Regions from separate parts of the Mus musculus genome. Here all the other regions are linked to region 1. A link is a contact called in public HiChIP or PLAC-seq data. All regions are on one chromosome and are shown on one strand. The core of a region is the stretch at or near the end of the contact, and the rest is flanking DNA. Distances in the headings are between cores, read along the strand shown. Region 1 holds the start of Dpf1 (D4, zinc and double PHD fingers family 1). Region 2 overlaps Sipa1l3 (signal-induced proliferation-associated 1 like 3). Region 3 overlaps Sipa1l3 (signal-induced proliferation-associated 1 like 3). Region 4 overlaps Sipa1l3 (signal-induced proliferation-associated 1 like 3).

What was found. HiChIP or PLAC-seq counts read pairs in DNA pulled down with a chosen protein or histone mark.
Region 2: a contact with region 1 is called in an HNF4G HiChIP or PLAC-seq map of pancreatic cancer cells. The contact joins the enhancer-like site here to the promoter of Dpf1 in region 1. A contact is called at or near these places in 4 of 484 Hi-C or Micro-C datasets (cerebral cortex, cortical neurons, embryonic stem cells and 1 more) and 5 of 115 datasets of contacts at active chromatin or transcription factors (bone marrow-derived macrophages, embryonic stem cells, extraembryonic endoderm stem cells and 1 more).
Region 3: a contact with region 1 is called in an HNF4G HiChIP or PLAC-seq map of pancreatic cancer cells. The contact joins the enhancer-like site here to the promoter of Dpf1 in region 1. A contact is called at or near these places in 1 of 484 Hi-C or Micro-C datasets (cortical neurons) and 8 of 115 datasets of contacts at active chromatin or transcription factors (the SCID.adh cell line, bone marrow-derived macrophages, embryonic stem cells and 2 more).
Region 4: a contact with region 1 is called in a FOXA1 HiChIP or PLAC-seq map of pancreatic cancer cells. The contact joins the enhancer-like site here to the promoter of Dpf1 in region 1. A contact is called at or near these places in 2 of 484 Hi-C or Micro-C datasets (embryonic stem cells and uterus), 15 of 115 datasets of contacts at active chromatin or transcription factors (the SCID.adh cell line, T-cell acute lymphoblastic leukemia, bone marrow-derived macrophages and 8 more) and 2 of 9 other capture datasets (embryonic stem cells and pancreatic islet).

Annotation. Positions count from the first base shown.
Region 1 is chr7:29,306,442-29,311,703 of GRCm38.p6, reverse strand. It overlaps Dpf1 (D4, zinc and double PHD fingers family 1), which reads right to left and starts at 3,703. Exons shown (of 12, transcript NM_001368371.1): 1 at 3,606-3,703; 2 at 2,133-2,293; 3 at 1,952-2,059; 4 at 312-439; 5 at 8-97. The coding sequence starts at 3,634.
Region 2 is chr7:29,449,830-29,455,024 of GRCm38.p6, reverse strand. All of the region lies in intron 2 of Sipa1l3 (signal-induced proliferation-associated 1 like 3), which reads left to right. Among named protein-coding and RNA genes, the nearest start is that of Sipa1l3, 53 kb to the left of the region's middle. Within about 2 kb of position 1,589, at least 146 of the 459 cell types and tissues checked have an H3K27ac peak or open chromatin away from gene starts, as enhancers often do. A contact at or near this core is called in cerebral cortex, pancreatic cancer cells and stem cell-derived neural progenitor cells, where this site is marked.
Region 3 is chr7:29,470,835-29,475,713 of GRCm38.p6, reverse strand. The region is part of intron 2 of Sipa1l3 (signal-induced proliferation-associated 1 like 3); the gene reads left to right. Among named protein-coding and RNA genes, the nearest start is that of Sipa1l3, 32 kb to the left of the region's middle. Within about 2 kb of position 2,308, at least 7 of the 459 cell types and tissues checked have an H3K27ac peak or open chromatin away from gene starts, as enhancers often do. A contact at or near this core is called in pancreatic cancer cells, where this site is marked.
Region 4 is chr7:29,495,096-29,500,063 of GRCm38.p6, reverse strand. The region is part of intron 2 of Sipa1l3 (signal-induced proliferation-associated 1 like 3); the gene reads left to right. Among named protein-coding and RNA genes, the nearest start is that of Sipa1l3, 7.9 kb to the left of the region's middle. Within about 2 kb of position 3,558, at least 47 of the 459 cell types and tissues checked have an H3K27ac peak or open chromatin away from gene starts, as enhancers often do. A contact at or near this core is called in pancreatic cancer cells, where this site is marked.

The DNA.
Region 1 (5,262 bases), core at 2,454-4,953:
AAGGTACCTTTCCTCTTGCCCTGTTCTTCCTCCTGGGAATGTCTTCCTCCAAGTCTTCTACCTCGAGATCATGCGGAAACTCCAGCAACTGCTGTTTCTGGGCCCAGTAGAAGGGAGATTGGGGGGTCAAGAAGGTGGGGGCACTGATGTGCTGCAGGTAGGGTGGGGGAGCAGGTCAGGGACCCTTCTACAAGCAGAGGTGTTCTGGGAGATCGGGGCCATAGGGTACCCAGAGGCCCTGAGGAGCCGGGCATCTCAGAGCAGGAAGGCATAGTGGTGAGAGCATCTGCAGCCGGGGAGGGGCTCCTTACCTGACAGTCCATGATGGTCTCCTCCTCCTTCAGCTCCACTTTCTTCTCTCCAGTCTCAGCACACAGCAGAGCCTCGAGGACTGGCCCTTCCGGGAGGCCACCCTCCTTCTTCAGAGGTGCCTCACAATCTGGGGACGGGCCACAGGGAAAGTGGTATCAGTTGAAGAGGCTGTGGCCAAAGTGCCCGGGTTGCAGGGGGTGGGGGTGGGGGCATGGTCCTTTCGACAGGGACAGGCTCTCCCACACTGTCCCACACACAGCCAACAATGGACAGAAGGATTCGACTCAAGCCCTGGAAAGAATATCCATACACTGGGAAGGCACAGCCACACCCTCAGCTCTACTAGATAAAGAAGACAGAACCAGACTCCAATACACTGGCAACCCTTAGGAACACTATGGACCCTCATAAATACCTGCATGCATAGTAGAAAGGCAACTAGACCCTCAGATATACCCAAAGAAAGTTAGATAGACATTTGAATAGGATACACACAGACACATAGGCAGGACATGCAGAGAGATGTCCGGCCACACAGGGAACACAGCTGACCTTTGAACACAGCTGGACACACAGAAGAGATAGGATTAAGCCCTTGGATACAGAGATACTCAGAAAGAAATAGCCAGAGCCACAGAGAAATCTAGACCTTCATTAATTAGGAAGACAAAGGTACGCCCTATGGTACACCTGGACACTCACAGACAACCCCGAGGAGAAGCACTCAAATGTGTCCACATGCTTACACAGAGAAACCCAGTCTGACATACAGGGAAAAACACAGCCGGCCAGCTCTCCAGCACCCTTGATACAAGGAGACCTTCACACACACACACATTTGGACAGAGGAAGAGATGAAACCAATGTCTGCCTATCCTGAACACATTGGAAAACTCCAGAAGAAACACCTAACACAGAAAGGCTGTCACAGATGGTACCCCAACAGGATGCCCTGATGGAATCAGATATGCACCCAAAAGAGATAGACAGACACGGACCTACCCCCCCCCCACACACACACACATTTTCCCACACATTTTCTCTCTTGGAAACACCTAGAAAGAAACAGGCACCCTAAAGCACTCAGCAACAAACAAGTCACAAGTAGACGCCCTGAGTGGCTCTCAACCTTCCTAAAAGTGTGACCCTAAATTTAATATAGTTCCTCATGTTGTGTTGACCCCCCCAGCCAGAAAATTATTTCGTTGCTACTTCATAACTGTAATTTTTTTATAGTTATACATCATAAATGTAAATATGTTGTGCATGGTCTCAACCCACAGCTGGAGAACTGTTGCTAACTCTTACAAATACACAGTGAGACAGCCCTCAGCACCCACAGAAAGAAACACAGTCAGACACAGGTGTATCCCAGCTCCCTGGGAAGCACATGCAATCAGCCTTGATACATCTAGACATAGATGACACCATGTCCTCCAAACACCTGCTTGCCATGACCCACATAGCAGGTACAGCTGGCAACTCAGTCACTCAAAGAAAGTAACTCAAGACATCCGGGGACAGATAGTCTGCTGGAGGGACACTCAGGATAATAAAGACGAAGTTCAGCCGGGGAGCAGGGAGGGCTGAAGGCCTTGATTGGGGCCACAGCAGGCGCAGGGGACACAGCTCCACCCACCGATCTTGTACTCGCAGGGCCGGAGCCTGGGGTCCTCCAGGATGTTGAGTCTCCGTTTCTTCCTCCAACAGCGGGCGGGGTAAGTGTAGATCTGTCCCGGGGCCAAACCTGGAGGAGAGAGGCTGTGAAAGTGAGGTCCCCGGACTCAGGCCCCGCCCCACCCCAGCCTCGCGGCGAGTACCAGGCCCGCGGTGGGTCTTCTCCATCCAGATGTAGCAGTTGTTCTGGGCCACTCCGGTCTGCGAGTCGAGGAAAGGCAGGCGCAGGCTGCGCTCGGCACACAGGCGCGCGTTGTAGCTGCGACAGTGCTCGATGGCCTCCCGGTAGAAGTCCTCGCCAAGGCTGTGGGGGCGGGCGAGCAGCGGGCGGGCGGCTGTCAGCAAGGGCTAGTGCAGGGAGGCCCAGCACCCTCCCGCGGCTGCCCGTTCCCACTGCTCCGCAAAGGGCAAGCCGGCCAGGTCCACCTTCACCTCCCCCATCTTCTCCCACCCCTCTGGATCCGGGGGCGGGGCAGGGTGCTGGCAGGGAAGCAGCTACCTAAAACTTGATTATGTCTCGGGTTAAGAAGTGTTCACAGACAATATAAAAACAAACCAAAACATACCGGGACCCATCCACACATGAACGTAGCCAAACACCCAATACAAACAAATCGCACATGGCCACACGGGATTCACACACAAAGAGAAACGTATCCCAATCTTCACAAAGGAGTAGCAAACAAATTCTCTCTGTCACACAGACACACATCTCTTGCAGAACACAAATAATCCAAATCAAAAAAAGCCATAGAACTACCTATGAATGTCATGTATCCAGAGACCCAGATGGTTCCAGAGACAGCTTATCCACAAAGACCCACAACATGGAAACACACCACACAACACTCATCCCAACAGTCACACAATGTCAAAAGATAGGGACCCTATAAACATTTACATATGCGCTTACATATCCATCCAAAGACACTCCAGCCAAACACACAATACAAAGACATCACTGAGATTTTCAAGGGTACACATACACAGAAACCCCAAATTTAAAATGCATCCCCAAATACACAGGTACACGCCTTGGAAACAGAGGGGCAGTCAGGTCTGCTCATGTTCACACAAAAATTTAGACCTATCCTCACACGTCCATATCCAAAGACACAGAACATAAATGGTGCAGATTCGCCAGACATGTGCACACACTTCGAGACCCAAATACTCAGATAGGTAGTGCAGAATAAAAGAAACCCTATACATACCCACACATTCAGCTACAAAGCAAAAAGCAATGTATAAGTCGCTCAACACACTCCACACCCCAAGACAAAGGTAGCGTGGATTCGAGTGTACCCAGGCCCCAGCTTCCCTAGACCATGTACCCTCTCTCAAACCCTGGCATCCCTGGGAGGGGACATGACCCCTTTCCCCTAAAAATCCTTGGAGACCCCTCCCCCACGCCCTCTCCCAGTCCTGGAGCAACGCGTCGGACATCATTCTTGCTAAACACCCTCAGTCACATACACTCGCACCCCCGCACGCGGTGACAGCCCCCTGACACCCCACCAGCCCCACCCCCAGCGGCCACACACATACACACGCGCGCGCGCGGCCGCACAGACCCGCCCGCGCCGACTCCCCCGCCTCGCGCCCACCCGCACCACCTCAGGGGGCTGGGGATGACCGTGGCCATCTTGCTCCCCGGGTCCTGCCCCCAGCAGGTCCCTGCCGGGTCGGTCCTCCCAGCGGTCGGGCGGGCGCTGAGGCCGCCCATCCATTCATTCCCAGGGGGCGGGAGCACGAGGATCTCAGCCAATCAGGATGGCAGGGCGGGCCGCCCAGGCCATGCCGGGAGTGGTAGTCCCTAGCGGGTCCTCCGACCCAGGGGGTGGGGTGGGGGAGGGATGGAGGATCTCGCAGTCGTTCACACACGCTCACTCACACGCACTTCCAGCCCCACGTGCACAGACGCATGCACGCACACACGCGCACATGGCAGCTTACACATAGTCACACTACACTCGCAGACTTCCATTCACCCCACCTTCACGCACAACCGGCCACAGGCGCGCGGGGACCTCGCAGGTGCCCACCCAGCTGTGTCACCAGCACGCCAAACGCCACCTAGCACTCCAAGCTGTAGAGAACCCATCGTGACTGAGAGATGACTCTCGCGGCCACCCCAGTCCACTCCTACGAAGGACTACAGAACTGCCTTCCTTCTTCCTGGCCTCAAATCCTCGCTTGTGGGACTTGGTGCGCATGACTTAAGCTAAGCGTTCTGGGCCTGTCTCAACGGACTGAAGATTACAATAGCAACAGGGTAAGTGACTGTTTTAGGGACAGCATCTTGCTGTTCAGCCCAAACTGGCCATTTTTCCTGTCTCTCCAAGTGCTGAAATTAGTGTGTGACGCCATACCAGGCAAGTGCTGGAATTAGTACCTGGCAGATACCTATAAATTCATTTATTCCACCGAGAAGATATCTACAAAGAGGATCTGATATGTACCAAGGCATAAAGTGGTTGCACTGTTATTAGGAAGAATAAATAGCCTGCCTTAGCAGGTGTTCAACAAATATTTGTTGAGTGAATACTTAACACTCACTATGTGCTTAACACAGCTCTCTCCAGGTTAAACCGGACTATCCTCATTTTCTAGAGAAGGGCTTTGAGATCCTGGGAGGAAACCTTACCTGTTCTCAGCCCCTGGCTGCTGTCTGGATATAGAATTCGTGTGCCTGCACACGTCCCTACAGGATCCTCCTTGCCTCCTTTTCTCTCCCACACTCTACCCTAAGAGATCCCCAGAGAATGAGCTGACCTACTGAATATCACACACACACACACACACACACACACACACACACACGACTCACACTCAGCCCCACCTCTGGGGAATAACTTAGCATTCTGATTAGAGTGGCAGCATAAATTAGCATATCAAGTGTTAATACAAAAAAAATTCTTGTCCAGCAGGGGGCGGTCCACCCATCATAAGTCTCAAGGTTTCCCGCACTTCACACACACAATACACCTCTAGACTGCTATAGCTCCCTTCCACAAATGTCCCCATCCACCCACCCACCCACCCATCTCAGGCGTCCCCCGGCACTGCAGGGTGTCTGATTTACGTCCTGCCCAGGAATAAATAAGGGGTGTGGGTACCCCTCACATAGTATCATCTCCAGACCATGCCATGATACGTCCAGTCTCCAGACCCAGTATTGAGCTCAGAGGGTCCTTGTCACAATCCTCTGCCACCCTCCAGATTCCCAGCACACCAACTTGATTTCGCAGCTCTACCTCAGCCCTTACACTC
Region 2 (5,195 bases), core at 340-2,839, 150 kb before region 1:
CAGTGCACACCCTTAATCCTAAACAATGTAGGTTAGATAAGGTGAGTTTGTAGACGGAAGCAGCCATGTTTGAAAGGGATGTCTAATTGAGGGTCGAAGCAGAGAAAGATTTGACAGAATGAGTCAGAGATAGGATACTCCAACTCTCACAACAGCAGCACAGGAAAGAGAGGCGACTTAGGAGCCGTGCAGGGAGAGTCAGTTGGGAGTCTCAGCACTGAGTGCAGTGCGGTGCAGCGGAGCTGAGTTTTTGAGTCTATGCAGTTCAGTGCAGGTCAGCAGAAGCAGTCGAAGCCAGAGAATAAGAGAGCCAGAAAATTAAAACAACTGCCAAGTTAGTTTGAGACTAAGCAGAACAGTTCATTGAGAAGCGGAGAGACGCCAGATTGAATCAGTCAGTTTGAGCCAGAACAGCTGAGTTGAACCAGTGAACCAGAGTTCAGAAAGAACTAGAAAGGGTGAGCTTATTCAGCCCTAAGCCTTTGAGACAATTACATCTGTCAAGTAAAGTTTTATTCAATCTTGGTCAGAGGACAATTCTGTAGACTTGTTTCTTCCCTCCACCTTTAGGTGAGTTCTGGGAATCGAACTCAGGTTGCTAGGTTTACATGGCACCCTTCACCCACTGAGCCCTCTTGCTGGCCCTAACCTCTCACCAGATCGGTGACTTGCAGATACTTTCTCCCATCCCATGGCAGCTTTTCTACCCACTATTCAGTAGAATAGTGTTTTAATACACAAACGACTTTCAGATATGTTGGGTCTTTTTTGTTATTGTTGCTGTCTGTGCTTTGGATATTGTAATGGAGAAATTGCTGCCTGGTTCAGAGCCACGAAGCCTTTCCCTGTGTCTTCTAAGGCTTCTGTGGGTTCGGCTCTCACACCAGGATCTCACGTGCATTCTGAGTTACATTTTGCATCTGGTGTAGGATAAGGGTTCAACTTCATTCTGGGGGTCCGGGTTTCCATTTTTCCCCGACTGTGCTTGTTGATAAGAATCTCATTTTGTCAAGTGACACGGGGGTGACCTTCACTACTGTAGCAAGCATTCTGTTCCCTGCTGTGCTCATTCTCCGTGGAGAGTAAGTTGGTGCTATGAATAACAGTAAACATGAAGAAGACAGTTCCTCTTCAGCTGGACACTTCTTCCAGGTCAGGAGTGATGAGCAAGGCAGACAGTCTGGAGGAAAAGACCAGAAACATGCAGCCATCTGCAGAAGTGTTCAGACAGTGAGTGGGCCTTTTGAGCTGTAGAACAAGAAGAGGCTCACAGAGGCTGCCCTAGGAAGAGTAACATATGTATCAAAGTCCGGTGCAAACCAGAAGAAGGAGTGCTATGTCCATCTCTCTCCCCTGAGCGCTTCCAGCTGTGGTCCGGAATCTCCAGATGGGCGTTGCCATGGAAGCACCCTCCACCTCTCACTTCCTGACTGAGTTTATTTGCGAGTTTCCCATGCTGGTGCCAGTTCCCAGCTGTAAATACAGACGTGGCGGGGTCCCTTTTTCCTGCTGCCTTGTAGCTGCCTGAGGGCGGATGTGGCTAGAATCCAGCGGGAGAGCCTCCTCCAGCCAGAGGCAGTTGTAGAACCTGCCGTGTCACAGTTTCTCTCCGTCCCAGCATGCTGTCTTTCAGGATGGTGCCAGCAAGCCTCTGCCTGTGCTTGGAAACACTAGAGTCCAGCTTGTGTCTGATGGAGACATGAGCTCATGAGAGCTTCCTCTACCACCCTGCTCCTGGGGAAGCCAATGGCCGGCGTTTTATTCAGACCCCCCACCAAGGCTGATTTGTCACCCTTCTGGCGGAAACTGTGCTCACTGTTCTTGGCCACAGAGAAGAAAGGGCTCTCTGACCTAAACAAAGGAACTGCCACCAAGATGAGGGAGGTCCGTGGCTCCCTGCTCCCTTGGACTGAAACTGTTCATTGTAGAATAATTTTGTTCTGCTAACCAGCATTGTCCACTGTCGTCACACGAGATGGCTGTGGAGGCTTCAGGCAGCACAATCTCACGGGGCCACCATGATCTATGCTAAAATGTCGTGTGGCACACACATGACTGAGCTCAAGTGTGCTCAGGCATCTTTAAATAATTTTTAATCCTTTTAACAATTTGATCAAGTGTTTATAATTTCCCTATTTTACAGCTGGGGAAGCTGCAGCAGGGGGTAAGCTAAGTTGTTGGCCAGATTTCTCCACAGCAGCCGTTTAGGCAAAAGGAGGGGATTTAACCAGAAGATGCTGATGTGGCTCAGAGAACCAGAGCTGGGCCTCAGAAAAGTCTATGGACCAGGCAGGCAGTTCCTTGGTTGCAGGTAAAAAGTAGCAACCAGACCTCGAACAAATGAGTGAAGGTGAGGATGTACTCCAGAAACCCAGAGGCGGAGCCAGTGTCTGTGGTGGTTAGTCAGGAAGGCGGGACTGTTCCCAGTGACCTACTTTGTTTCTATGCCTTCATTGGTTCAGAGGAACCAATTATTTCAGCATTGCCTACCACCCTGGCCTCCCAAGAGGCTGGAGTTGTATGACCCTGTCCCTGTCCTAAGAGGTTAGTTATCTGTCCGCTGTGATGCAGAGCTTCTGAGCTCCTCTCTGATGACATGTGTTGCTGGTATGTCTGATGGCGCGTGTTGGTGGTATGTCTGATGGCGCGTGTTGCTGGTATGGCTTTCCTAGAAACAATCACGGTAGCTAGAGGGGGTGTGGCTGTGATAATAGAGCCCATCCTGAACCCAGATGCTGGGGGGCATCCCCAAATGCCTTGGGATCAGAACATGAGTATGCTCTTCCTCACGGAGCCCTCCCCGCATCTCTGTGTTACTCACTGTCCCCCAGGAAGACTTGCTTCCTGCCTTTCCTGGTACTGCAGAGGAGGCCTGGCCATCTACAAGCTGCACACACCTTGCATCAGCCTTCCTTCCGGAGAGTCGTTCTCAGACAGTACCCAGAATAACCTGAGGACCTGAAGGTGTCTCTCCGTGGACTGTCTGGGGCCGAGGCGTGAGCTGTAGTGTACAGTAGGCTCGGCTAAAGTGAGTGCTTTCCATCGAGGGCATAGCCCCTGACGTCTCCTGTAGGCTTGCCTGCTCTGTCCTCTTTATAGGCCCCGTGACCCGGGATCATGTGAGCAGTACTCTGAAGGACAGATGCTGGGTCACACTTCTTGACTGCAGTCACCCTACAGCTTTGATTCACAGATGCTCTGCTGCAGGCTGAGAGTGACCCATTCATTTCTCAGATTCTAGAAGTGACCTCTTGTGGGCAGGTCATCGCTGCACTGTGGCCCACCAAGCCTAGTTTGCTGTGACCTCTGCCCACCACCCATCCTAGCCCAGTCCTGTAGGACTCTGCACCTGCCCTCTGCATCCTGACCCTCTGCTGTCCTATGCGTGACGTTTACTTTCTCTTCCTGGGCCACTCCTTTTTGTCCATGGGTTCTCCTTCCCTTAGTCCTCTGACCAGACTAATGCCAACGCCTCCTTTAGATCCCCCTCACACAGCACTCCAAAGGGCCTGCTTCCCCCTCCCCCGCAGCCCAGCCTCTTCTCTGAGCTATGAAACCTGCATCGTCAGGACCCCACCTCTGTAACGTCAGCCCCCTAAAGGCAAGGTCCAAGCCCCTTTGGTGAATGGCGTAACTGTTTCCCAAGATGTGCCTTACTTTAACTTGGACGTGGGGAGAACCGACATGATCACAGAGGTAGAATACCCCTTTAAAAGTGGTTGGTTGGTTGGTTTGTTTGTTAATTTCGGTACCTGGCTTGAAAACAGCCTTGAGCATGCTAGGTAAAGCTGACCTCTGAGCTTTTTCTGAGCCCCCAAGGGTCTTTTATCCAGAGTGCTTGAGACCAGAAATGTTGCAGATTTTGGAATATCTGAATATATGTGAGCTATCTTCTGAGTGGAAACCAAGTGTGAACACCAAATTCACTTCTGTTTGAAATACCTCTTGATCCAAATAACCTGGGAGCCGTTTTATGTAACATAAGCACGCCAGCGTTGGCTGCGACTTCAGGTCAGGCATCGGATTGTCCGCGTGTGTCTTCTCAGCACTTTTTGGGAGTTGAAGAATTTTTGGATTAGGGTTGATCTTACCACTGACAGTCACATAATAAAAACAATCACCTTTATGAGTTTCCTTTTCCTTTGCTTTCTTTTTATGTTCCTTAGCCTTTGGGTTGCAACCCTTTGGGGATCAAATGATGCTTTCACAGGGGTCACCTAAGACTATGGGGAAACAGATACTTAAATTATGACTCCTAACAGTAGCAAAATTACAGTTATAAGGTAGCGATGACAGTAATTCTATGGTTGGGGGTCACCACCATATGAGGAACTTTATTAAAGGGTCACAGCGTTAGAAGGGTTGAGAATCACTGCTTTAAAGTGTGTGTGTGTGTGTGTGTGTGTGTGTGTGTGTGTGTGTGTACACAACATGAGTGTGGTGTCCAAGGAAGCCACAGAAGGACCTCAGGTCCCTTGAAGCTGTAGTAGTTGGGAGTGGCCTGATGTGGGTGCTGGGACCTCGGTGCTCTGAAGGACAGCAAGTGCTCTTAACCTCCGTGGCATCCCTCCAGCTCGAGTGTCTGTTCTTCTCAGTGCCTCACTCTGACTCAGATCCGGGCTGGCCTCAGATCTGTACTGATCCTCCTGCTGGGATTCCAGGTGTGAGTCACTACATCTGGCCACCTTCTGGTTTTACTTCGTTATTTCTACCCTGCCCTCATATATGGACACATGTGGCCACTAGAGGACAGCTTTGTGGAGTCAATTTTGTCCTCCTCTTTTACATGGATTCTGGAGATCAAACTCAGGTCACTAGACTTAGGTGGCAAACACCCTGAGCTGCTGAGCCATCTTGCCAGCCCATAGTTACCTTTGGAATGGCTAATTCCCAGTAAGTGGAGCTTTTCATACACCACCTTCAAGTGATTCCCACTCGGCAGCATACAGTGATGAGGACCCTTATGCGCTGAGTCATAAGTGCTAGCTGCTATGTTAAATCACTGTATCATTCCGTTAGATCCACACAACCAGCCTCAGAGACCAATAATAGATTCTGTCCCCATTTCACAGTTGAGGAAAGGGGAGAGCAGTGTCCTACCAGCCCCGTCTCACTGCTGTCTTTTCTCCCTTGGGTGGTGGTGACACAGCCTTAGATAGTGTCTTTTGGCCAAGGCTCACATCTAGTGTAGAGCC
Region 3 (4,879 bases), core at 1,059-3,558, 170 kb before region 1:
GGAGTTAGCTCACTGATCAGCACACACACAGTGTATCTCAGGTGCCCTACCTGACCTTCGAGACACGGGGACATCATTAAGCCAGTGACTGCCCTCCTGAAGCTGAGTCTGGAGGAAGAGGCAGGAAACACGTATGTTCAACAAGTAGCTTGCCTAAACCCAAACATCTTAGTCAAAGTTGTATTGCTTTAAAGAGATACTTTGATCACAGCACCTCTTATAAAATAAAGCATTTAACCGGAGCCTTGTGGGCACGCAGGCAGACATGTTGCTGGAAAGGTAGTTGAGAGTTCAACGTCTGGATCGGAAGGCAGCAAGAAGAGCAAGTGAGCCTCTGGACATTTGAAACCTCAAAACCCACTCCCTAGTACCATCTTTTCTCCAACAAGGTCACACCTCCTCATAGTGCCACGCCCTGGTGACCAACCATTCAAATCTGTGAGCCTTTGGGGCCATTCCTATTCAAACCACCATAAGAGCCATGAGGCATACCACGAAGGAGGGAACACTGAGAGAGCCAGGAAGACACAGCGTGTGGAGGACTGGTGGTGTGTAGACCCCAGTGGTGGGGGAGGACATGACAGCCTGAGACACGTTTGCTCTGAGGCTTAGGGCTGAATGGTAGCAGAGATAGAGCAGGGTACCCCCGGGACTCTTGGGAAGGCCCAGACGCTGTGTAATAAGGCCCACTTCAGTGTCCCCGGGACACGGCTGTACAGAGGGGCTCCTCCTACCTTTCAGCTGCGGTCCGTACTCGGTCTCCTCCTCTGTTGCTTGAGGTGTGGTACCCATTGCATCAGTGGATGTGATGAAGCTCCTGGGTGGGACAAGGCTCCAAGGATTCACTGACATCTGTGGCATATAAAAACAGCTAGGGTCAGAATCTAAAGTGAGTTGATGACAGTACTGTCAAACACGGGGGCTTGGGGAAGGTCAAGGGACGGAGACCCTGGGATTGTGGGAGGATTCATGCGTGATGGTCAGAGAAGGTGGTTTTGATTTTGCAGTGAGCCAAGGTGACAGTCAGAGTTTAGGACCTGGGTGGCCAAGGGTGCTAAATAACCTATAATGCATGCGATGAGTCCAGCAACAAAAGATTGTTCACCCTAAGTGCCAGCAGGAGCCTGACAGGGAGGGCTATCCTCAGACTTTACCCTGGCTCTCCCTCCTGCTCTGTCCTTGTCCTGCGAGATTTCTTTCCCTAGTGTAGTAAGATGACCATAGACTCTCGAAATGTCTGTAGAAACTTCAGTTCCACAGTGTCAGTCAGCTGGTCTACACAGTGTGAGGCCAAGTACATGACCATGGTCATCTGTCAAGCAAGGTTTGTAGGTTGCAAGTGACAGAAACCAACCTTGGGCCACAATAGGGAGGGCGAAGCAGAGCTGGATGAGTGTGTCCAGTGCTTGTTCAGGCCCTCCTATGCCAGGGAGTGGCGGGAACTCTGCAGCTGGCCTCATGGCTGCGGACACCAGCCTCCCCTACCCTTTCTGCCCTTTTTTGCACTTGGTTTGAGAGCAGTGAGGTGGTGCTGAAAACAGGAGGGTGCCATGAGGATGCCCTAAGTTGGCTTTTTAGTTGAGTTTAGAACAGTACCAAGTACAGAACATGAGGCTAAAGATGTATTAGCTGCCATTATTTTTAATTTTGCTGCTTATGTGATTACCATTGTTTTGTTTGTTTGTTTGTGGGGTATTTTGACAACTTGAAATTGTAATTCTTTTTTTAAAAGATTTATTTTAATTTTATTTTATGAATACACTATAGCTGTATAGATGGTTGTGAGCCTTCATGGGGTTGTTGGGGATTGAATTTTTGGGACCTCTGCCCGCTCTGATCAACTCCGGTCACTCCGGTTGGCCCCGCTCACTCAGTCCCTGCTTGCTCTGGCCATAAGTACACTGTAGCTGTCTTCAGACACACCAGAAGAAGGTGTCAGATCTCATTATGAGTGGTTGCGAGCCACCATGTGGTTGCTGGGCTTTGAACTCAGGACCTTTGGAAGAGCAGCCTTACTCTCATCTCTCCAGCCCAAAATTATAATTCTTGAGCAAGAAATGATTGGTCCAGTTTAAATAAATGTGTCTGTGAACCCTGTGATTGGCAGTCCCCAACCTGTTCTCGACTTCTTGTTGCTGTGATAAAACACTTGTGACCAATATCGACTTGGGGAAGGGGAAGGCTTCTATGGTGTATACTTCTTGATCACAGTTCGTTATTGAGGTAAGTCAGGGCAGGAACTCGAGACAAGAGCTTGAAGCAGAAACCGTAGAGGAACACTGGTCTTGGCTCACTCTGGCTGACTCAGACGTATGCTCAGCTGACGTTTATGACCCAGGCCCATCTGCCTAGGGCTGGTGCAACCCATATTGGCCTGGGCCCATCTGCATTAATAATCAAGGCAGGCTCCCATTGGCATACCCACAAACCAACAGTTACCTGACTGAGCCTTTTTTCCAGGTAACTCTAGCCTGTGTCAAGCTGACAGTTAATACTGACTGAGACACCACTTCACCTCTGAGCTATGGGGAGAGGGGGAACAGCAGTTTCTCTAAACAAAATGGACAGTTGTGAACAGGAGCTGGGACAAGTGTCCTACATGTTCAGTACTTTGACTCAACATGTGGTAGTTTTTCACCCTGGCTATGGCTTGTACTTAGGAGGGACAACAGTTTACTAGACCTCCCCTTCACTGCGCCCCAGTTGTGGAGAAACAGCTGGGAAGTGAGGGGCTAGAAGAGGCCAGGAGCTAAGAGGAGTTCTTGGTCCTGAGGAGGTCATCAGTAAAGGGACAAACACTCAGGGAATGGGAATACTAGTGGGAATATACAGCAAGAGCAGGCACCTAAAAAGAAACAGTTTTATGCCAGATGGTGGTGGCAAGAAACCCAGTTTAAAGTGAGGTCATATCCTGGTGCCCCATGGGCATTTAATAAATAGGACTGCATAATCTCTCAGATGCAGGGTCCTATAGTCCGTCCATTGTGACAGTTAAGGGACCCCATGTTGGAGAACTACACTCTGTTGACTGGGATGTAGAGATGCGACTATGAGGTGCACCTCTGGGCAATGCAGATGCTGATGCAACGGCTTCCTCAGTCACAAGCAGCTGGTGAGGGTGGGGGCTCATAGCCTTGGTAACACTTAGTAGAGTTTCCTTGGTAACAAAGAACATTGTAACCCCGCTTCCTGATACCTGCTACTGTACAGAACCATGAACCCAGAGAGTTTCCCAGCAGCCCTAGGAGGCCTAATGCACAGAGCCTTGGGGAGTTGTGAAGCTTGCTCAGTGCGCAGTAAGTGCAGAGTCGCACTAGGAACATGTCTCTGGTCTCCTGTACCAAAGCCTGGGCTCTTCTTCTCTTTAGTATTTTCTTTATAACAGTTTTATTTTGCCCTGGGTTATGCTTAGTGGAAGAGAAGGTACTTAGGATCTGTGAGGCCCTGGCTTCAGTGCCTAGCAACAACAACAAAAAGAAATTAAAACCACTATTTTAAATGGTTCAGAATTTTAAAATGCAGAGTTGGTCTCTTTTCCATATATAATAGACTTTGCACAGCACCTTTTTGCTTTCATTTTGATACAGGAGCTGAGTTGCCCTGTAGGCTTTGGGCCTGAGATCCTCCTGCCCCAGCCTTCTGATTAGCTCAGGTAATGAATGGGCTCACACCCCTAGGTCCAGCCTGTGAGCTGCTCCTTGTGGATGCGAGCACATATATAAACATGGTAGGTATACCACAGACTATAGAGTAGAGCCATGGGCTGGATTTGGCCCACTGCCTGTTATCCTATGACCTGGTAACTAAGAATAGGCTCTATGTGGGTTTTGTTTTGTTTTGTTTTTATTAGTAGAAAGAAAAATCAGGTCTCATGACACGTCAGATTATGGTTTCAATGTCATAAAGTTTATAGGACCCAGCCATGTTATCTGGTTATGTAGTGTCTGGCTACTTTAAGAGTCATTGCAAGAGTCAGTATGTCCCCCAAGCTTTCAGTATTTTCTCTCTGGCCCTCCCTACTTTCCTTCAGCCTGTGCCCCTCAGAGAAGACTAGCTCTCAGCATTTCTCTAGTCTGCTGCGCGCCTTTCTCCTCCCTGCCTTCTGCCCTCAGGTGGAGCCCAGCTGCAAGCTGTGGGCAACCCAGGGGTGTGGCCGCAGGTGGATCTGTTGGTATCTTCGCTTCCACACTCTGAGCACTGCTGGGGCACCAGCTGCTGGGCAGGCCGCTGGCCGGCAGCCAGCACAGGTTCCAGCCTGCCCACAGGAATCCATGGGCTAGTGGGGGAGGCTGACATTGTCTCTGTTTATTCAGATCTGCACTCACAGCCTTCTCTGACCTGCTCCCGGCCACCCCTGCCTTGTTTTTATTTTTGTGATACTCCAGAGAAAAGATAGATTAGGCTGATCAAAATCAGTTCTATGAATGAGTGTGTACAGACGCCCCAGCAAGAGGGCTCTGCTCTGCTCCCCCTTTCCCTGCCTGCCTGGCCTCTCCACCCCTTTTGCTGTGTAAATAGGAGCAGATAGGCAGATCTGTTTTGGTATGTCCTCCTTTCTATTACAAAAGCCAGCCAATTCAACATCCCATTGGCGCTTGGTCTTTACACTCAAAAGTGCATCCATCTTAGATCTCCCTGTGGCTTCCAGCTGGTACTGAAGGATGGGTAGGCTTTTATTTGCTGGAGGAAGAACACTCTTGCATGAGCAGCATGTGCAGGCAGCAAGGCTTATGGTCAGAGAAGGGGCATGGCCTTGTTTCTGAGAGCACCTAGGTATGTATGGCGTTCTGCTCTGTTTCCTTCTGTGTCCTGCTTTTCTCTGTGTCCAAGTACACATGGCCTTCATTGTAGGTGAGCAAGGGAGGGCCAGGACTGTCCT
Region 4 (4,968 bases), core at 2,309-4,808, 190 kb before region 1:
AGAGTTAACTACTAAGGCTTGGAATGGTGGTACATGCCTGTAATCCCAGTAATTGGAAGCCCCAGGCAACATACTGTCTCAAAAATCAAAACAAGGGCTGGTGAGATGGCTCAGTGGGTAAGAGCACCCGACTGCTCTTCCGAAGGTCGGAAGTTCAAATCCCAGCAACCACATGGTGGCTCACAACCATCCGTGACGAGATCTGACGCCCTCTTCTGGAGTGTCTGAAGACAGCTACAGTGTACTTACATATAATAAATAAATAAATAAAATCTTTAAAAAAAAAAAAAAAAAAAAAAAAAAATCAAAACAAAATGGAACATATGTAGGTATTTTTCAAAATCATGTTTTTTTGCTTAATACAATTCTAAGATTTATCCGGACAGATGTAGCCGTAGGTCATTTTTTTTTTTTTTAAACCACTAGACTGCACTTCTGTTTTAGTCATGTTCTTTGCTATTCATGATATTTGTTTTATTTATGTGTGTATGTTGTATGTGTGTGTAGGCACATATAATGGTGTGGTACACATTTGGAGGTCAGAGGACAGTTTGTGGGAGTTGGTTCTGGGGATTGACCTCAGGGTTTGACCCAATGTTGGATGACCTCACCTGCTGAGCTATCTCACCCACCGGACATTCTTGCTGTAGTCATTTCCATGGCAACAGGTATTCTATTGGTTTTCATGGTTGCTTTTGCTCACCATGTGTTACTCAACTTATTACTAGGTGTACATGGACAGGAAGTTTGAGATTGCTGGGCATGTTAGATATAATCTCTTTGCCCACTATACGTTTTCACCAAGGACGTATGAGGGGTTTGAGTTTCCTTTGATCTGTGTCTTGTCTCAGTCGGTTGGGTAAAGCTTTCCTAGTGTAACGGACACGAAGTCTTCCTGTGGTGAATTTGCAGTGTTCTGAAGATGTGTAAGGCAAGGCCACTCTTGTTTCCTTCCTCTCCACACTGCTGTGCATTTTGGGCCACTTTTTCAAGGGTTTATTCATTTATTCTTTTGGTTTTGTTTTGTTTGTTTTTCCAGACAGAATTTCTCTGTGTAGCCCTGGCTGTCCTGGAACTCACTCTGTAGACCAGGCTGGCTTCAAACTCACAGAGGCGGCCCACCTGCCTCTGCCTCCCGAGTGTGGAGTTAACGGCATACGCCGCCATTACACCTACGGATTAGATTTTCTTCCTAAGGTAACAGAAGAGTTCAAACAGTAGCATAAGCAACTAACAACTTTACTAATCTGTAGTCTGTCCTAAGCATGGAGCTTGTTGTCCCTCAAAGAAGATCTCATGTAGGCCGGACAGGACTGGAACTCCTGCTCCTCCTCCTGAGGCTGGGTTTATAGGTATATGCCACCACACCCTACTGAAAATGAAGGGTTTGCAGATATCAGGATGGGAGCTTTATATGTTGCCCTTTTTTATTCTTAACTTTATTCCACAAATACTGACCAAGCACCTGAGAGAGGAGCTAGTTGATGTGGGGGCTGGGGAGATGGCACTGTGTGAAACAAACTTCCTGTCCCTGGTTGTATATAGACCTGTTGTAAAGGGAGCCATCGGAAAGCGTGGCAGGCAAGAAAAAGGCTTGGACTGGGCGGGCTCCAGTGCCATGCTTGGGGAAAGCCTCTCTGGGATGACACCGGAGCACTGGATAGCTAGGGGAAGAAGAACACTGGGGTGTAAGATAGAGGCAGCACAGAGGGCCTGAGGGGAGATGGTGCCTGGGGCGTGGGAGGGAGAATGGTGACCCTGTGTGTGGAGAGGTGAGGGGCAGAACACCCGAGCTCTTAGGGCTCACCAGGGTGAGGTGAGCCTTGGGCTGGGCACTGAGAAGGAGGCGGGGGGGGGGCGGTGCACACAGGTGGGAAAGTGATCCCAAGTCACCCTAAGTTTAAAGCTTTAAAGCTTCCAGCATTGTCACCCTGTAACCTGTATATTCAGAATCCTCTATTGCTGTAAACATAGCCAGTGTTTGTCCCTATAAGATAAGGCTTCTTTAAAGACAGGACTATCGTCGTTGTGATTAAGATAATTCAGAATAAGTTTTTACATCATCTGGGTTGGGCAGTGTTAACACTTAGGTCCCTCACTGTCTTTGTAGAACCTGTTTGTTCCACCACCAGTTCCCCTGGACTGGTTCCCAACCCTGTTAAATTTCTCTTAATCTTTTATAGGGAAGAGCATCCTCTCTTTCTCCTATCTTGGGCTGTGTGTGTGTGTCTGTGTGTGTGTGTGTAGGTTTGCGCATATGTGCGAGGGCAGGGCACCTAGTATCTTTATTTTTCTCTTTTATTTCCTTAAGACAGGGTCTCTCTTTTAATTAGAAGCCTGAAGTTTTGGCTAGGCTAGACCGGCTAACTCTCAGGGATTACAGGCACACATTATGTGGCTTTTCTGTGGATAGTAGAGATTTGATGATCTTAGGTCCTCATAGTTGTACAGCAAGTGACCTGACCCTCTGACCCTTCTACCCAACCCCGCACTTTGGCTTTTACTTGCTTTAACCCCTAGGCTGGCCTGGAACTCAAGACTTTGCTGCCTCAGTCTAGGATTACAGGTTATGCCACCATATCTGTGCTTTCTGGCAGCTGACCTGATGAAGAGAGCTGCGTCATTTGTTCTGTATACAGGGAAGTCTAGAGTGGACCGTGCTTTCCCTGTGTTTGCTGTAAATGAGTAGCTGGGTTTACATTTGTGCACACGTGTACACCTGAAGACCAAGTGAACTTCAGCTTTGATACACAGCAGGTGTACACGTGTGCACACATGCTCACATATGCACATGCACGCATTGTTTTGGCAGGAAGGGCATGGCCAACTCCTGGTGTTGCGGTGCCTGTATCCAGTAGGTACCATGGAGAAGTCCATTGTCTTCTGTGTTAGTGGCCGTGGGTGACTGTTGCCTAGGTCTGTTTTGTCATTGGCGGTCTGCCAGCATTGTGACATTATAATATGCCCTCTCCATCTCGCTGGACTTGTGCTGGAAGGAGAAACCACATGTATTATTCATCCCCACTCCCCTGCCCCCTGGGGTCTGGCTCTTTTGAACCTTTGCTTACATTAGAAATGAGGACTGAACCAGCAGCCTGGTTTCTAATCTGCACAATCTGGAACCGTGATTACAATCTTCCTGAGGGTTTTATGTTCGTTCCTTCGATCTTTACAGGACCTTGATACTGCACACCCAGATACTCGACCCAGCTGTCCCCTGGGCAGGTGTGGTTACCCCAAGCCTCACCTTTGGCCAGGTGGGACCTTTGGTTTTGCCAGTCAGCCGGCATCACTAAGAAGAAACTCTAGGCTGTTGACAGTACCCATCCCCCACCCCCAATATGTTTTCTGACTTTGGGAGTCTGTGAGGGTCTGCCCAGGAGCCAAGGTTTCATTCTTCCTACTTGGGTCAAGAGGCTTCTGAGTATTGTGCTGCTTCTGAAGAGGCTTTCCAACCTGACAGAACAATGAAGGGCTCTGCTCTGGTGGAGAGAGGCCATTCCTGCTAAGTGGCCTGGCCAGGGGGAACTCTGACCCTGGGCTCGTTATCTGGGTCATGGATTCTTTAGAGCAATAGCATGCTTAGAATCATTTGGATGCTTTGGGACCAGTTATGCATTGTCCTACCCAATCCCCAAGAGCCTCTTGGCTTCTAGAGAGTGGGAGGGGAGTGTTGGATGTGCAGCGAAGGGCCGTGTATTAATCCATTGGGTTGTTGACATATTTCGTAAATATTCCTTGAGCTTTACAAATGTTTCAGGACCTGGGGACAGAGCCCGAGGTTTATGCTCAGGGCGAGGGGTACAGATAACCAGGAGTAAATGACTAATAAGGTAATGGCAGGGATGAGTAACACTGGGAAGTCATTAAAGCAGAATGGCAAGGGACACACTGGGGGTTGGGGGGGGTGCTTCCCTCTGGCCAGGGTTGGGACACATCCACTGAGGTGGACCGCCCTCATAAAAGTCAGCTGAAGAGCTTTTCTCACAAGAGCAGGTGCAAGGTCCTGAAGCAGGAGTGCTTTTGGTGTGGCTGGAGCTGGAGGAGGCAGCAGAAGGGCCACGGTGAGGGCCTGGTGGAGTGTGTGAGTCGCCTCTCCTTTGTCTTCTGGCTACCCAAAGAAACACCAAGGAGGGGCTTTGAGGCAGCCTGGGCCAGCTGAAGGGGAAGGTACAGTGCAGGGTCAGAGTGCTGGCTTTGGTGCTGTGGAGGTGAACTTGACGGGGAATTGACAGAAAGGGTAGTGAGAAGGGTAGAGCATTATCCAGAGAGTTCAGACCTGGTTTGCGAGTAATGCCACTTAACACAGTAACCACAGCCTCCATGCCTCCCCCCATCCCCCACCTTTCCAAGACAGGGTTTCTCTGTGTAGCCCTGGCTGTCCTGAACTCAGGCTGACCTTGAACTCACAGAGATCCCCCTGCCTCTGCCCCTTAAGTGCTGAATTAAAGGCATGCACCACAACCACCAGGTATTCCCAGTCTCCTTTGACATGGGTTGATGTGGTTTCTCACATCAGTGTACGCACGCACACACACACACACACACAGACAGCCAGACACATAGTGGATAGCCTTCATGTAGGGCTGGCTTCAGACTTGGTATCTAGCCAAGATGGCTTTGAACTCCTCATCCTCCTGCCTGCACCTCTCTAGCCCTGGGATTACAGGCATGTGCCACCTCCTGGCTTCATATACTCTTTATTTCACCCTTTGCCGAGAAGGGGCATTGAGCCCCAGAGAAGTGATGCTCTCTTTACTGTTCACTACTTGGGGCTGGAAGTAGAAGCTGCTGGCTGTGGAGAGACCCATTTCTCCTTCCCTTCAGCCACAGCCTTCAGTCTACAGTGTCACCACAGCCTGTGGAGAATGTCCATGTCTTACACGGATTCAGAGTAGGATGAAGCATACCAGCGGCATTGCCTGATATCTTCCCTGATAACCCAGATCCTGACATGACTTTTATTAC